Linked DNA regions of Oryctolagus cuniculus: region 2 is linked to region 1. Evidence: chromatin contacts called from public Hi-C data. All regions are on one chromosome and are shown on one strand. The core of a region is the stretch at or near the end of the contact, and the rest is flanking DNA. Distances in the headings are between cores, read along the strand shown.

Region 1 (4,552 bases), core at 1,322-3,821:
GTGGATGGAAGACCTCTCTCTCTCCCCCCTCTCTGCCTCTCCTCTCTCTGTGTAACTCTGACTTTCAAATAAATAAATAAATAAATCTTAAAAAAAAGGTTTTATGATACTGAATGTGTGTATTTATTCTCTCCAGTTACACTACAACATTTTTTATGTTTTTTTTTTTGATTTTTTAACTTTTATTTAATGAATATAAATTTCCAAAGTACAGCTTATGGATTACAATGGCTTCCCCCCTATAACTTCCCTCCCACCCGCAACCCTTCCCTTTCCTGCTCCCTCTCCCCTTCCATTCACATCAAGATTCATTTTCAATTCTCTTTATATACAGAAGATCAGTTTAACATATATTAAGTAAAGATTTCAACAGTTTGCACCCACATAGAAACACAAAGTGAAAAATACTGTTTGAGTACTAGTTATAGCATTAAATCACAATGTACAGCACACTAAGGACAGAGATCCTACATGAGGAGTAAGTGCACAGTGACTCCTGTTGTTGACTTAACAAATTGACACTCTTGTTTATGGCATCAGTAATCACCCTAGGCTCTTCTCATGAGTTGCCAAGGCTATGGAAGCCTTTTGAGTTCACCGACTCTGATCACACTTAGACAAAGTCATAGTCAAAGTGGAAGTTCTCTCCTCTCTTCAGAGAAAGGTACCTCCTTTGATGACCTGTTCTTTCCACTGGGATCTCACTCGCGGAGATCTTTCATTTAGGTTTTGTGGATTTTTTTTTTTTTTTTTTTTTTTTTTTTTGCCATAGTGTCTTGGCTTTCCATGCCTGAAATACTCTCATGGGCCTTTCAGCCGGATCCGCATGCCTTAAGGGCTGATTCTGAGGCCAGAGTGCTGTTTAGGACATCTGCCATTCTATGGGTCTGCTGTGTATCTCACTTCCCATGTTGGATCGTTCTCTCCCTTTTTTATTCTATCAGCTAGTATTTGCAGACACTAGTCTTGTTTATGTGATCCCTTTGGCTCTTAGTCCTATCGTTATGATCAACTACAACATTTTTTAACCACAGGTGTTGCTTCTTTTATATCCTAATATTCATTTACCAACATACTTCATGAATTCTCAAGAGATAAAAAGCAAGAAATGTCAAATAAAATTGTACCTTAATTATTACTGATATTTTGGGTTTTTAAATTTTTTTTATTTTTATTTTTTTTGACATGCAGAGTAGACAGTGAGAGAGAGAGACAGAGAGAAAGGCCTTCCTTTTCCGTTGTTTCACCCCCCAATGGCCACTGCAGCCAGCGTGTTGCAGTCAGCACCCTGCGCTGATCTGAAGCCAGGAGCCAGGTGCCTCTCCTGGTCTCCCATGCGGGTGCAGGGCCCAAGCACTTAGGCCATCCTCCACTGCACACCCAGGCCACAGCAGAGAGCTGGGCTGGAAGAGGGGCAACAGGGACAGAATCCGGCACCCCTACCAGGACTAGAACCTGGGGTGCTGGCGCCGCAGGCAGAGGATTAGCCTATTGAGCCGTGGTGCCGGCCTATTACTGATATTTTGCAATTTTGCCGCTTGTAACTATTCAGCATGGATGAATTTCACCACATTCCTAACGTGTTGGTGTATCACCACAGCTCCATCTCTCCACCTTACTGGACCAAGGACTCCTGGAGGACAAACTGTTGTCTCACTCAGCTTACAAATCCCTAAAAGCTAGCGTGCAGCTTGGCACGTCACACACTTTGCTGAAGACCGACATAAATGAGCCATGTTTCCAACAGTGCTGTGGAGCATGGTGCAGGTCTTCCACTCCATCCACAGCTTGGAATGTGGAGCTAAGGGCTGCCTCTACTGCTCTGGCCCCAAGTCACTGTCGCACTTGCTCAACGGGTCAGGGGCAGAAGGCTTTGTCGGCCCTGGGCTTCATGTCAACAAATAAAGGGTCCGACATTCTTCTTAACCTGCTTTCACGGAATATCCACTCTTCCCTCAATGAGAAGAAAACTAGATTTATGATATTTTAGGTGCTTTTTCAACTTAAGCAGTTTAAAGCCATGCAATCTATTTTCTATATTTTGTAGGAAGGCAAAAAGAAGAATAGGTTATATGTTTGTGACAAAGAGGAAAAGAGAAGTGAAAAGTAACCTGCTTACTGAGCAGGACATCAGATCAGCCTGGGCGTAGGAACAAAGGAGCAGGGTTATCCAAGGAAGGACTCACTTCCATCCTAAGAAGCAGAAGACAGGAGCTAGGTGAAGCTCAAAGTCAGAGAAGGGTTAGTCATTTCCTTACTTGAGGCCCAGTCAGCAAACAAACTAGGGCTTGTGATACTTCCCCAGACCCGGTTCCAGAGCCGGAAGCAGAACCACGCACCACCGCACACAGGGGTCAGGCAGGAGCAGGTGTGCTGCCTGGAGAAGGGCAGTGGGAAGGAGCCGGGCAGGCACCATCCTCTTGGGTGCAGGCGCCTGAGAGTTCATCATACGCCTTTGAGGCCCCTGTCTGCGGGGACTGCTGCCCTCTCTCTCACATGCACACACAAGCACGGTGCTGTGGTCCTTCTCTTGCCGGTCTCTTTCAGCCCATTCCAGAACAGGCTATATGTGTTCATTGGATCATCGCTGTGTGCTGGCTCAAGTCCGCATTTCGTTACTGGGAATTTCATCGCATTTCTTATAATTCTGGTGGCACTGTAAGGGACTCATCTCACCCTTGTTTCCTTGTAGTCCCACAACATTTCATAGAAGCTACTGATCCTTCAGCTGGCTGAATCTTAGGAGCTTAGATATGTAGATGACTTCAGCTTTAATCTTTTTAAGAAGTTATTTTGTGTAAGAGGCAAGCTACCTTCCCAGAAGTTAGCTAAACTACTTTTCTATTATAGTTTCATTTTTTCATGTTGATTCATACTAAGTCTGCTCTTTTTGGATTCGCTCCTTCCCTGAAAAAATTTGACCTCCTTCTCAATTGAAAAGCTATGAATGATTTATCATGGAATGTTTTAAAAATTCCTGTGGTTCAAGGAATTTCAGTAGTAAGACTGTTTTCCTAAGTATGAGACAATCCCTCACTGAAAGTAGCATTAGTCTCCCTGTTGCTAACCTCTCCATCCTGTATCATCTTTCCTTAGCAAAACAAGTGAAAATTACTGTGGGATACCACAGCCCTCCCGGCTTTTCTTTTGTGAAAACGTATTTCCACATCCAACAAGGTTTATTCAAATCTTTATCATACACTAGTTACCCAGGGCTATTCAAAAGTAAAGAGCTACTCAATACTTCCCTTTCAATAGCTCATAAACTAATTTGAGATATAAAAATACATACACACATGAAACTATGAAACAACAATAATAAGCATTCTAATGAAGCTTGATGCTAAATTTTAAAATGCCAACTTGACCAGGCTAAGGGACAACCAGATAGATGGAAAAATTGTTTCTGGGTGTGTTTGTAAGTGAGTTTCTGGAAGAGACTAGCACCGGAATCAGTCGACTGCGTAAACAGGATCTTCTGAGCCATTGTGGTGAGCACCATCCAATCCACTGAGGGACTGGATCAAACAAAAGGTAGATGGGGATTTGCTCTCCCTCCTGTCCTGGGACACCATCTTCTCCTGTCCTGGGACATCAGAACTCATAGGTCTTAGGCTTGAGACCTTGACCTGGGACTTAAGTAACTAGCTCCTCTGCTACTCAGGCTTTGGGCCTGGAATGAATTGTTCCACTGTCTCCCCCGATTCTCCAGCTTGAAGGTAGAAATCTGTGGAACTCTTGTCCTCCATAATCACATCAGCTAGTTTCTATTTAAAAAAAAAAATCTCTTCTTACAGAAAACTCCATCAACACCTATATATCCTACAGGTCTTATTTCTCTGGAGAACTCTGAGTAGCACATGAAGCTTTCCCAATTGTAAGACATTCTCTTAGGACTACTTTATCTTGCCATGATCCTGTGAGATGCATGTTATTAGCATATATCCATTTACAAATGAGAAAACCAAATACCAAAAGATGTTAAAACTTGTCCAAATTCCCTTAATCATAAATGGACTTATGAGCTTAAAAATCAGTCCTCTAACCCACAGGCTACTGCTTCTCTAACTGCCTCTCAACAATAAGCAATGATGTGTCCATGTCACCTAGCACGAGGATTTGAGGTAAGAACACACATATGGTGTTAGAATGGTGCAGAACACAGAGAAAGCACTCCAATCATATTGCTGACGGATATTTTTATTTCTACGTGTTCTATAAAAAAAAAAGAGAACATTTCAAGGAAAAGTCAGGACACGAGCTAGGAATGAGGATGGGAAGTTGTGACTGGAAAAGAGAGATGGCATGCTGCTGTATAGGCGTCAACACATCCCATGCAGAACCGGGACAGTGTTGCAGATGAGCTGTGGGGACAAATAAGAATGCTGAGCGCCCCTGAATGCTGGGCTGGGAACTCGAAAGGGAATGAGAGCCTCGGCAGGGTTTCATTCCTGCAAGTGGCTGCACCAAACCAATGCTGTAGAGGACTTTAGCACCTGGAAGCAGAGAGGCAGCTTCAAAGCTGTTACAGAGATCTTGTCTGGATGACAGG
Region 2 (4,552 bases), core at 666-3,165, 150 kb before region 1:
GAGTTTGCTGAGGGACACAAAGGCAGAGGCACACTTGGCAGTTTAGGGCCCCAGGGCCTCCTCCCACTCAGAGCTGGCAGCCCACATGGCCCTGGAGAAGACTACACAGGGGTTTTCCCCTCCCCACAAGCTGCAGGAGAGACCGCCATGGTGACAAGTCATGCATGAGAAGTGATCTGTGACTTCAGGTCAGGCCCTCCATGCTCTAATAGTAACCAATTTTATTCCACAAGAAGTCATGTTCCAGAAAGAGGGATCACAGCAGAGTGATTCTTTGATATGCTTTATTTTAAAAATAATATATCTATCTACTGGGGAAAATGGGCTCAAATGTTACCCAGTCTTTTGAGAAAGGCAGATATTTGTGGACCCCACATTTCATGAGCTGGAGAAACACCAGGGGTCCTCTGGCAGCAGGAAATGGTTCTCCTATGAAGGAGCCACTGACCAAAGGCATCCAGGCCCAGATACTTCTGGGCCATGTGAGGTCAACAGAAATTAGTTCAACTCCTCAAGCATGGTATCCTTTCTTTAAAAAGGGAATAGTATTACCAATCTGGGGATTTGTAGGTATTGGGATCTTTTATACAAAGTGCTTCACACAATGCCTGATATTCAGAAAACATCTCAAAACTAGCATCTATTACTGTTGCTATTCTTTTCAAAAGATTTTTTCATTTATTTGAAGGCAAAGTGACAGAAAGATTTTCCATCTACTGGTTTACTCCCCAAATGGTCACAACAACCAGGGCCGGACCAGACACAAACCAGGAGCCTGGAACTCCATCCTAGTCTCCCACATGGGAGAAAGGGGCCCGAGCACTCGGCCATGTTTGGCTGCCTTCCCAGGCACATGAGCAGGGTACCAGGTCAGAAGCAGAAGAGCTGGGATTCAAACCAGCAGTCTGATATGGGATGCCAAGATGCTGCAGCTTAACCTGGTGTTATTTTTAAATTGGCTATATGTGATAAAAACTTGAAGTGAGGCTAAATTAGAGATGAAGCTATGAAGTTTGCAAGAAATTAACAGAATAGTGATAAATCACCTTATTACATGGCATATGTCAACAAACCAGCTCTGAAGAAGACAACGTTGTGGAGTAGCAGGCTAAGCCACCACCTACAATAGCAGCAGCCCCTACAGGAGCAGCAGTTCGAGTCCCAGCTCTGCTTCCAATCCAGCTCCCTGCTAATTCATCTGAGAAACAGCGATTGGTATCCCAAGTACTTGGACCCCTGCCACCCATGTTGGAGATCCGGATGGAGTTGCTGCCTCCTAGTTTCAGCCTGACCAGGCCCCAGCCACTACAGCCATTTGCAGAGTGAGCCAGCAGACAGAAGCCCTCTCTGTCTCTCCCTCCCTCTGTCACTCTGCCTTTCAAGTCAATAAAATAAATCTTCATAAAAGAAAATTCTACTATTCAAAGTATCCTTCTACATCTAAGAGTCTCTCTGCCTTTCTAGAGATCCACAGAGCAAGTTGTCCACTGTCTCCTTCATAGAGGCTAAAAACATCATCCCAACCTCAGAGAAACACCAAGTAAAATCAAAAGTAACTACTAACTTTCAAATACCTACGAAGCTTTGAAATAGAAAAGGCTACAGGGAACTCACACTGATAATGTCTGCTGTCATTCCTTTATAATGAATTCATGAGCACAAAAACACCAATATCAAGAGCATGAACTCCCGGATTCAGCGTAACTGGACTCATCTGATGTTCCTAGTTAGCAGGCTGTTCTTAGAAAAGAAAATGAACAAGTGTTCATGCTCAACTGAAAGTCGTAAGCACGTAGACTACATAAGCTGAGCCACCAGGTGGCAGACTAACACCATGAAACTATTAACCAGACTCCTCAGCGTACTGCAGAAAATACACAGTTCCTGGGAGCTGAAATGACTGAGTCAGTTTCTGGTAGGTCTCCAGCTGTAAACGGTGAAGTAGAGCCCATGGCTCTCTGTGAAGAAACAGAAGAAGCTAAACTCACTACTAGGTCAGATGCTAGAGTCAAACCCATGGCACCCCACACACTACCATGGGATTTACCCCAAAAGAGGATGTCAGATTTACTGCATCTTAAGGTGTTTATATCTAATTTCCTCTTTCCTTCTTGGAAATTCGTGGACATCCCGCAGCACTGTCGCAATCTTCTCCAGATCCTCTGCCCACCGAAGTCTGGCCTGTACCTTCCTCCACCGGAGCTACTCAGAAGCCCCCGAATTGTCGAAACATGACTCTCGGCAATAAAGGCAGGACATAAGGAGGAGGGAAAAAGATTCCAGAATTCAAATGAAAGCAGAAAAGGTGAGCTCACCCTCCACTCCCAAAAAAGAACAAATTTGGAGAAGTCAGATAATAGGCAATTCACAAATATAAACTTTTTGTTCCTCTACTAGGAAATAAAAGCCCAAGAGAGGAAGTTACATTGTATTTTGAGAGAGAAGTAAAAAAAAAAATATTACAAATAGAGGAGACTACAGCAAGATATGTTGATCTAGGTGACTGAATTTGTTGGCCAATTTTAGTCTGCCTTCCCTGGAAGAATTGAAATGTCATGAAAGAAAGGGCCTTATTAGTCTTGTCATTTCTGATTCCAGCACTTAGAACATGGAAATGCATAATAAACATTTGCAAAATTAATAAAAGTACAGAGGACACTCACTGAAAGTCAGACTATACAGGATAATGTTTGGTTCATGGGGCAAGGAAACTTGAGTTGAAGGGCAAGCAGGGTTGGGTAAGCAGAGAGGAAGGACCAGGCACTGCGGTGGGACAACTGGATACAAACTGCAGGTGCAAGTGGGGCCCACCAGGACACAGCAGGAAAGCAGGTTGTGTCCTGGGACACCAAGAAACAGCAGAAAGGCTGCTTGGAGGATAAACGGTTCAAGAATCGGGGAGCAGCAAGAAAAGCCCTATGACCCGTCTCAGCTCCCCCCACAGGAGTATTGTGACATCCAATAATTTGCCTAAATAACCCATGGCTCAGTTTCCTCATCTGTAAATTAAAAAAAAAAAAAAAAAAAAAAAAGCCTCACAGGCTGATTCTGAGTGTTAAATATTTGGGGGAAGTATCTGACTTGTGTGTAGTAAGCACTCCAAACTTTGCCCTGTTCTTTTTGTGTCATCTATTGCTATGTGCCTAGTTCCTAACACAGTATCTGGCACAGTAGACATGTGAAACATACGGTTGAATTAATGGATAACTGAGATGGGAAGAAATGGCACACAGCATAGAAAATAGGGTGAGTTTGGGCCTGTTGGGGCTCAGAGCGTGAAACCCCAAAACAAAGGTCTCTGTAAAGGTTTCCCTCTGACTCTCCTACCTCCCTGTCCCGTTGTTTACTTTCCCTCACCCCAAAGCAGCCTCAGGAACAAGGATTCCTTTTCCCGAATGTGTGTCACATTAGCTGGAATCTATTTTTCCCAAAACAAGCCATAAAGTCTAAAAATATCCCTGTAATCCCCCACCTTTCTGTCTCAGAGCTAGCCATAAGGAAACACTCTGACCTACTTTGTTTGGTAGCAGATCACCAGACCCTCGTTTCTAAGAGTCCTCCCCCACAGCTATGAGGAAGGAATGCTGCTCCGAGAGGCCCAGAAGAATCCGAGCAGACAGCCTTGCCCAGATTCCCACTGGCACGGGTACCCTCAGGCCGTATTCTCCTCCACAAGGCTGTCCAGGCTTCTTCCAACCCAAACATAGAAACAGATGACACCCCCACTTCTTTGGGTCTTCCTCCTGAAGGCTCCATGTCAGATAAAACCATATTACCATAAATTTGTTATACTTTCCTCTGGTTAACCTGTCTTTTGTTACAGGAATGTCAGCAGTGGGGCCTGGCATTGTGGTGCAGCTGATCAAGCTGCTGCCCGTGACACCAGCATCCCACATGAGAGCTGGTTAGGGTCCTGGACTCCCCACTTCTGATCCAGCTGCCTGCTGATGCATGTGGGGAAGCATCAGATGATGGCCCAAGTCCTTGGGCCCCTGACACCCATATGGGAGACCCAGATAGAGTCCCAGGCTCCTGACTTCAGCCTGGCCCAGCCCTAGCTGTTGCAGGCATTTGGAGTGTGAACCAACGGATGGAAGCTGTCTCTCTCTCCCCCCCTCTAACCCTGTCTTTCAAATGATGATTTTTAAACAAGGAAATGTCGGCAGTGCCCCTTTAACATGGGCAGGAGAGGCACGGTGCCTTTCTTCCCCCACAGGCATGAAACACGAGTCAGCTTCAAAGATAAGAAGCTTGCCTGCGCTGAAAACTCTTAGCAAGAGGATAAACCATCAGTAAATTAAGTAGCCATCACTACTTCTGGAGATGTGCTTTTCCCCACTTTAATTATTACATTGAACACTTGATGGGCGGTTTGAAAAAAATTAAAGGCTTATTATTACGCATCACTGTCATCTCCTGAGTAAACGGACACTTGACAGATTCTTGGACAATGCCTCCTGAGTTAACTGGCAAACAGCACAGCCGTCTGTGGTGGCTCAATCAACCGGCCCTGCCAAGCAGACCTCAGAAGACCATTCCCTCAAGATCAAAG

What was found. Hi-C and Micro-C count contacts between places; a contact is called where the count stands out from the background.
Region 2: a Hi-C map of an unstated tissue shows a contact between it and region 1, with 2.5 times the contacts expected there. The contact joins two enhancer-like sites. A contact is called at or near these places in 2 of 6 Hi-C or Micro-C datasets (skin fibroblasts and an unstated tissue).

The regions. Positions count from the first base shown.
Region 1 is chr13:3,962,445-3,966,996 of mOryCun1.1, reverse strand. No RefSeq gene overlaps it. Among named protein-coding and RNA genes, the nearest start is that of PLA2G4A, 41 kb to the left of the region's middle. Within about 2 kb of position 2,571, at least 1 of the 8 cell types and tissues checked has an H3K27ac peak or open chromatin away from gene starts, as enhancers often do.
Region 2 is chr13:4,115,379-4,119,930 of mOryCun1.1, reverse strand. All of the region lies in intron 17 of PLA2G4A (phospholipase A2 group IVA), which reads right to left. Among named protein-coding and RNA genes, the nearest start is that of PLA2G4A, 110 kb to the right of the region's middle. Within about 2 kb of position 1,915, at least 1 of the 8 cell types and tissues checked has an H3K27ac peak or open chromatin away from gene starts, as enhancers often do.